Regions from separate parts of the Mus musculus genome. Here region 2 is linked to region 1. The links are chromatin contacts, called in public promoter capture Hi-C maps. All regions are on one chromosome and are shown on one strand. Each heading gives the region's core, a stretch centred on a gene start, on an enhancer-like site or on the middle of the called end of the contact. The rest is flanking DNA. Distances are from core to core; before and after follow the strand shown.

The links. Capture Hi-C pulls out chosen DNA fragments and counts their contacts.
Region 2: a contact with region 1 is called in a promoter capture Hi-C map of adipose tissue. The contact joins two enhancer-like sites. A contact is called at or near these places in 2 of 39 promoter capture datasets (epiblast stem cells and neutrophils), 4 of 15 datasets of contacts at CTCF or cohesin (CD8 T cells, the G1E-ER4 cell line, pro-B cells and 1 more), 34 of 484 Hi-C or Micro-C datasets (the 3T3-L1 cell line, the AML12 cell line, B cells and 24 more), 3 of 115 datasets of contacts at active chromatin or transcription factors (CD8 T cells, large pre-B cells and stem cell-derived neural progenitor cells) and 3 of 9 other capture datasets (adipose tissue, liver and pancreatic islet).

The regions. Positions count from the first base shown.
Region 1 is chr7:89,154,323-89,158,291 of GRCm38.p6, reverse strand. Tmem135 (transmembrane protein 135) reads left to right here. Exons shown (of 15, transcript NM_028343.5): 9 at 1,796-1,865. Among named protein-coding and RNA genes, the nearest start is that of Tmem135, 180 kb to the left of the region's middle. Within about 2 kb of position 2,386, at least 24 of the 459 cell types and tissues checked have an H3K27ac peak or open chromatin away from gene starts, as enhancers often do. A contact at or near this core is called in adipose tissue, where this site is marked.
Region 2 is chr7:89,379,335-89,383,622 of GRCm38.p6, reverse strand. It overlaps a transcript of Tmem135 not described here. Among named protein-coding and RNA genes, the nearest start is that of Fzd4, 23 kb to the left of the region's middle. Within about 2 kb of position 2,437, at least 33 of the 459 cell types and tissues checked have an H3K27ac peak or open chromatin away from gene starts, as enhancers often do. A contact at or near this core is called in adipose tissue, where this site is marked.

The sequences.
Region 1 (3,969 bases), core at 1,137-3,636:
GAGTGGGCAACACTGACAGGAAGTGCGTGGTAATTTCCTCCTTCCTACAATAAACGAAGGACAGAGATGGAGGGAAAAAAACCTATGGTTAAATATGAACACAGTTTAATTTCTTCCCCTATCATTTGCCTCTACCAGCTTGTGTCTCTGGAAAAAGGTTAAAGTACCATGCTTCACAAAATCCTTGTTGTCATCTGTGGTTGGCACTTGTGGAATTGCCTGTTGGGCTCTGTAGGCATAGGTGATAATCACGTTTGGCCAAATTCATTTTTTTGTTTCTTTGTTTTCATATTAGTCTATACTGCAAACAGAAGATGGGGACACAGAAAGTGTAAAGGCAGAAACAGGTGTGGCAGTGAGCTCAAACAAGTGTAACAACAGGCTTGGGTTGCTGCGTGAAGAACAGTGTAGTTCGCCTTGATGGAAGTAACTGAATGTAGTAGGGAGAGCATGAGCGGATGAATGTGCATGGCTCCTGAGGGCCGGCGCGCCTTCAGCCTTGGCAGGCCTTGCCTGAGCAGCTGCACTCAGGTAAAACTATTCGAGGATTATATAGAAGCAACCCTAAATGTTTGGGAGTAGCATTATAGGACACTGGAATCCACTCTGGGTGACCAGGGAAAGCTCACATGACAGTACTGATGACGTCGGCACTTTGCAGATGAAGCAGTTCTGGTAGTAAAACCTGACCTGTAGAAGAGTGATAGTTTGCACAAGGCAGGCCGGCTTCTGTAGCTCACCTCTATTCAGCACTTCCACGTGGCCAGATATGGCATATCATTCCCATGACTTCAGGCTTAGGGCGGAATGAGCTAGTGCCATCGAGTTTGACCAGGGAAGCTTCCTGTGCAGTTCAGCTGCAGTGCAAAGATTGGTTTTTGAGAGGTCTTGCACAGGGTTGGAGACGTACAGAGCCAGAGCACTGCTCTGCAAGCCGCTTGCTCTTATACCCAGGGGAAAGTTTGGTGCTCTCTTCACAGAAACAGTTAACTTGTCAGGAAGAAGCTACAGTGACTGCCGACTTTGGAACTTGAGCCCCTCAAAGAAAAGGAGTTCTGTTGAGATGCATGTTGGTTGACTTACATTTTTCTACCAAGGATGAATGAGGGGGTCATAGAGTCGGTGTCCCACATGAACAGTAGTCCTGGCAGAAATGTTTATATGAAACTCCAGACTGTAAGTGCTTTACAGTTAAGTCACAAATAGCCTTTGAGTTCCCACATGATTCCTATTTCCATATTTATTTTAATAACTGAATCTTGAATTCTGACACTTTATCAGGTTTCTTTTCCAGATGTTTCCTCTCAAATATAATTAAGTATAAATTCCTATAACCTGAATGCATTCTTATTATGATTTTGTTTAAGGACTGACTTCACGGATGATTTATGGTCATCATACTCTGTAACAAGAGATTTAAAGCTCCTAAAATTTCGTGGTGTATATAGTAGACAGTGTAGCCATGTTTTTCATATTCATTCACAAAGAAGTGCCAGTATCGTCTCCCTGCTCCACAGTGTGTCACTTGAACTGCAATCACATGTTTTGTACAAGGTGTTAGCAACAAAATTAAAGCAACACTCTTAGCTCTGCTTCTGTAGGTCCGACAGAAAGCTGTGAGCATTTAGGGGGGAAAGGGGGATCTTTTTCTCCTTTACTGCTAAGAAATTTTTGTATAGGCTTGCAATACACTCATGCACAGTATATCCATCCATAGGCACACCCAGAGAGGCATAAATATGCACACATACTTTAATTAGTTATGATTAGTGTTGTCTCTCTGGTCTGATTTCAGATGCAAGCATGGACCAAGGCACAGATGCTGCAAGCATTATGAAGACAACTGCATTTCCTACTGCATTAAAGTGAGTCTACAAAGGCGTCTCCCTGATTTTTGTCAACAGTTGCTGCTTTAAACCCAACATTAGTTTCTGTAGTAATTTCTAAGCAAATAGAAAAGACCATATCGTTCTGCTGCCATTTAATTTGTATTTGACTCAGATTACTAGAGCATGCCTATAGGTCAGCACTAAGGGACTTAACTGTGTCCATTCACACAGATTCCCTAGTCTCTAGGGCACATGGGCATTTTTTTTGCAAAACTATACTTCTTGCCTCCTGACTTGTCTCTCATCACTAGCTCTGGAAAGAGTGTCTGGGGCAGGTGGCACCATCTGCTCTAAGTCCCTCAGTTTTGAATGGTGCTCACAGTCCCAATGCTTTTTAAGAAGTCACTTATTTCTTACAAGGTCTGATTTTTTTTTCTTTTTTCTTTTTTTGCGGGGGCGGGAGATTAGTTGACCGAGTCATACAAACCTCAGATGTGCAGTTCTCTCTGCACGGCTATGGAGAACTTAGGCACTTTCCCACATCAGTGCTTGTAAGTGGAATGCCGAGACTCAGTGTTGATAGTGGCATTTGCCCAACTTCCTATTCATCTCAGAATCCTGAGAGCTGTGTCTAGGGCTAGCGACAGAAGAATACATTTTCCTTGTGCAGTGTCCAGATTTGATTTCTTGCCTCATTTTCGAAGTGGCAACAACAAATAAAGAAGACTCTACTGGCTCATAAAGAGGGAGATTCCGTCTGACAACTGACTTAGTCTATTCAAAGGGGGAGTTCAGGCAGGGCTGGGGAGCTGATACTGAGCGTTTTCTAGGAAAACAAAAAACAAAAAAAGACCGAGAATTGACACGCAGTCAGAAACCTAGTGACTCTTTAAAGTGTGTTCCAGGACTTAGCAGTTTGTGAAATATGCTAAACTGTCTGGAGACACGTGGGAGAGAAGTTTACACTTTGAAAATACTCTGAAGTCTCTTTTGCTTGTTTTTGGGTTATCTATGTAACCCTGGCTGTCCTGTAACCCTTGGGTGTGTACATTTTGAGCTCTCAGAGATCTGCTGGCCTCTCTCTCTGCTTCCTGAGTCCTGGGATTAAAGGCTAAAATACTGAAGCTTTAACAAGGTGTATCTCATTGCAGTGGAGCTTTGATTGCACCACGTTACGCTACAACCCTGATCGATATTCACATTAATTCCATTCTTCTCAGCTCACTCTGCTCTCAGCTGTCTTAGTAGGATCCTGTTCCTGCCCACTTCTGTATTGGCTCTGTGCTTTCTGTCCAGCCAGTGTGACATGTTTTCATGAAAGTGTCTTCTCTTTTGGATCAACTTAAATGTCACACAGTCAGTAGCTTTTCTTTACTATCCAGTCTAATACAAGTTTCTCTAGTGGCCAATTACTTCCATTGTGACACATTGTAATTTTTAATTATTATATTACTTTACTCATTTGGTTTCTCTTTCCATATAAGATTGTAAAGCGCCACAAAGACAAGAACTTGGTCTTGCCTGCCATGTTCCCACAGCCTTGTAATCCCAGTATATAATAGATAGATAGCCAGCAAATATTGCCTGAATGCAGAGACATATTGATTTTATTTTTTGAAAACTGGGTGAAAAAATTAGTCTGTTTGTTCTTTAGCACAATATCACAGAGATAAAAGGACTGTCATAGTATTGAAAAAATACTGGGCAGTTCCAGAGAGTCACTCACAGGAACTCACGAATGACTGGCCTATTTCATGGTCATGTGTTCACCGGGCTTCAGGAAAATCAATCCTTACTTTCCTGTAGCAATTCGGTTTTTCTTTTTTCTAGAAAAGAAAATTGTAATTGGAAAATACAAGTCTGACTTTTTGGAATGTAGCATGCAGGCCAAGGTCCCAGCTCTTGGGTGGAGATGCAGTGTTGAGTGTCTTCAGGCTCAGTTAGCTTCAGTGTAAAGCAGCATTCCTCAGTTTAGCTTCATGCAGTTACCTAGATAGAGTTCCCATCTCCTAGAAATTTCTTTAACTTGGTTAATATATATATATATATGTTAGATACACACACACACACACACACACACACACACACACCAGAGCTCCAAACACTGAAGTTATCTTCCATGCTTGTACTGATGATCAGA
Region 2 (4,288 bases), core at 1,188-3,687, 230 kb before region 1:
ACACACTGGCCTGGAACTTACTATATAGCTCAGGCCAGCTGTGTTATCCTCAAGGCTAAGCCCCCTGCACATTAAGACCTGAGATTTGGCTTATGACTCTTATTAAGCAAGAAATGCGTGTTAAGTGCTGGTCTAGAACTTAACCAGGCATGCGGTATGGTAAATGCTGCTGGTGGATAGACAGACAATGTCTTGATCAGACAGACTAGTTAGTTAGGAAAACTAACTAGAGACAGAATGCCTCCTTTTGCCCCTGGGAAGTAACTGAACAACATAGAAGGGGATCCAGTCCATGAAAAACAGCCTGCTCTTAACTGGACTTAGATCCACCTGGGGAAGTCATTTTGTTTTGTGCAGAGGACACAGGGAATGGGCGCTTTATTACAGCACTGAATGCATAGGCGGAACAAGCCTTGGCCAGGATTCCTCCTCAGTTAACTCTGGAGCAACCATAGCACCACCAGAATGATGTTCTGCCAGAAACCTCAAAGTTAGGGTGGTGTCACTCCACCAGTTCACCGCAGGAGATTGTACCAAAACCATGGGCAGGAGCCCACAGCCAACAAATTACAGGACAGAGAACTGAAAGTCCAAGCACTGGCAGAATGTGGAAGAATCTCTCAGTGTTGCTCACTGCTCAGAGAAAACTAGCTACACAGGGGTGTTCATCAGTAAATACTATGGCAGGGTAACAAAATTGCTATAAGCTTGCCAGAAAACTTATAAAATACCCAGATATTTGTTTTTCTAGCCCAAGGGTCTACTGGTTCCTTCTTAATATTTTTCTGCACATTATATCTTTTTTTGGAGGCAGTTCTATTTTTGTGTTTAATGAGTTCCTAAAAATTTTATATGAAATATTTAAAAGTGAAATAATAACCTTACCTATCACATGAGGAATTTTTATCCCCAAGAACTAAGCAAATTATACATTTCCCAGGAGTCATTATACATATTTTAATCTCAAGTTAAAAATAGAAACCTGAATGCTGTATCATATACTTGATTATTTAAAATGTAAAAGCAACATGAATAGGAACAACAACAACTACCCAGACTAGAGGCTGTGGAGGTGGCTTGGGGAGTGTGTTCAGTGAGTCAACACATGGACCTGAATTTGAATCCTCAGCACACACTTACAAAGTTGATCCTGCTCATGGCATATTTGTAACCCTGAGTTACTGCAGGATAGGGGTTCAGTGTGTAAAGGGTGTCGGTGTGGAAACAGGCTGGCCAACCAGTCTAGCTGAAATAGAGAGCTCTAGATTAAGTGAGAGAGACCCTCTCTCAGAAAAAAAGTGTAAGAAGAGAAAAGCAATATAGATCCTCGACGCCGTCTTTCTTTTGCATGTTCATGCACAGGCTAGCTATTTGCTTGTATATGCATGTGCACATACATGTGCAGCCCACCCCCACCCCTGCACACGAAAATTACTTATTTGTAGTAATTTTCTACTTCAACTTCTGCCTGTTCTTGGCCAACTTGAAGCACTTACATTCAGTTTGGTTGACCCAGATACTGGGTGAAAACATGTACAAGTGCCGAGAACACAAGTATAGGATTAAAAGGGACCTGAGTCAGTCCATTGTGGCTATAACTCTTGAACCTTCTAGAACAGCAAAGCCAGTTGTGTGCCTGACCTCTCACTATCACCCCTGAGTAGCTCACAGCAACAGGAGCCCCAGACCTTCCGTAGAAGCCATAGCAGAAGAGTTCTCCAAGTATGTGGCCCGCTGATATTGAAGGAATAGTGATATCTAGGGAGAGGGCCAAGGCAAATGAATATAAAAGATTCTAAAATGGATTAATAAAAAACAATTAAAAAATACATCTTTGTTAAGAACAAAAATCCACTGAAGCCCTGCCATACTAAAGTAAAGCCATTTTTCTTCTACAATGAGGGACTAGTGGAAGGCGGAAGGGAAAGGCAAACCCAGCAGCCTGCTGTCCTGTGCCCATGCTTTCTAAGTCCCTCCCTCGGTCAAGTTCTCCATGCTCTTAGACTCACACCACAGGGACTCTTTCTTTTAGGCCAGCGACCTTTAGGGAAAAACAAGTCTGAACAGAGAGCCCATGCCAGATCCCTAAACTTATAAAACAGACAGCTAGGTTCGCCAGGCATAAAACTGAGAAGGAACAAGAACAGTCTGGGCAGAGGAAACAGAAAAGAGCCTGAAAGAACTACTGATTCGTGAACAAGGAGCTATGTAAGGCCATCGCACTCATAAAACAAAAATAGGAGCAGTCACAACCCAAGCCTGCCAGAGAAATATAATAGGAGCTAAAGATGACTAAAGACAGTTTTCTCCTCTTGTTTGCTTTGCAAACAATAGTGGTAAGCTGCAAGAAAACACACACAAGAACGTCAGACAGGAAAAGAAGTGACCTTGCTGGAGCCAAGCTGTGGCTGGCTGGCGGTACAGCCACAGGATGCCTCAAATTGCTCATTAAGCTGCAAGTGTATGGAATTCCAGATTTGGTGTGGGAAAGGCATTTTAGGGTGGCATGTGTAATGTGTGAAAATTGGGTTGTATAAAAGTTAAATATGTGGAAGTTAAGAGCCATCTGTGTCCACATTCCACTTGGCTGTCCCCAGGGCTTGGTAATATAAATCTTCCATCCTAAACTCAGGGTCACCATAACAATGACTAATTTCTGTATACAACTTCACCACTTAGTAGTTTATGGAACGACTTACTAGTTCTTCTATTTATTCCTTATCTCAGAAGGCTACTATATCCACAGTTTACTATTGAGCAAAGAAAGGGAACAGACATTTGTGTCTGTAAATTTACAGAAAATGTTTCTCAGAAAGGCAAATTTACAATCTACTTCCCAAAAGATCTTCCATAGATTGTCAATGCCTTGGGACAGTAGTCCTCAAATCTTACTGTGAATCATAATCTTGTAAACATTTAAACACACACACACACACACACACACACACACACACACACACACACACGGCTGTTCTAATATCCTATTTCTTATCTAGTAGGAACTCTAATAACTTTCTAAGTACATTTGCTGGTGAGGTTATAAGATCCGCGCATCAAGAACTATTATTGATGACAAAGAGACTCCTGTCTCTTTGAGGAAAGTGTTCCCAGGTCAAATTGCAATGTGCCTTTTGTGGAACAGAATACAAATAGCTTTGGTTCTTGTATTAGTCAGGGTTCTCTAGAGTCACAGAACTTACGGATAGTCTCTAGTTAGTAAAGGAATTTATTGATAACTTACAGTCGGCAGCCCAATTCCTTACAATTGTTCAGTCGCAGCTGTGAATGGAAATCCAAGGATCTAGCAGTTACTCAGTCTCACACGGCAAGCAGGCGAAGGAGCAAGAGCAAGAGCTAGACTCCCTTCTTCCAATGTCCTTATATTGTCTCCAGCAAAAGGTGTAGCCCAGATTAAAGGTGTGTTCCACCACACCTTTAATCCCAGATGAAAGGCATAGCCCAGATTAAAGGTGTGTTCCTTAACTCGGAGATTCAATCTTCTGGAATCCATAGCCACTATGGCTCAAGATCTTCAAACCAAGATCCAGATAAGGATCTCCAAGCCTCCAGATAAGGGTCACTGGTGAGCCTTCCAATTCCGGATTGTAGTTCATTCCAAATATTGTCAAGTTGACAACCAGGAATAGCCACTACAATCCACCCCTTGTCAACTTGACACAAATAATATCTCATGTTCACATGAAACAATAACAAGGTTGTAAATACGCCTAACATGATATAACTATCCCTCGTACAATCGCAAACGCATTAGTAAATTTACAATGGGCATTCATATTACTTTATAATCCTCGTTTCTGCAACTGGTTACGTGGCCTTAATTGGTATTTATAACTACCTTCCTCTACTACCCATTCTGTATTTCCTTCACCTTCAGCCAGCACCTCAGCAGGTCTTGGCTCTTTTCCTGGAGGATTGACCCATACCTTCATTCCTGATGGGTCTGCGTCCTTTGTCATCCTGCTTGGATTAGGCTGTTGTAGTTTCCCATTGACTTTAATCACAGGACATGGTAGTACTAAGACACGCCCTAAGGGATCTCCTGCACTCCAGACATAATCTTGCTTACCACCATTGTGAAGAGGTAATCCAATTTCCCCATGGTAATCTGGATCTATCACCCCTCCTAACACTGTTATTCCTTTTTTAGCCTGTTGGTTTAAGGGCATTAGAAGCCCAAAATGACCAGGGGGAAGTCTGAGCTTCCAGTTCAATGAAATGTTTGTTGTAGCTCCTGGTAGGAGCACTCCCCTCTCTGGAGCCAAAACTT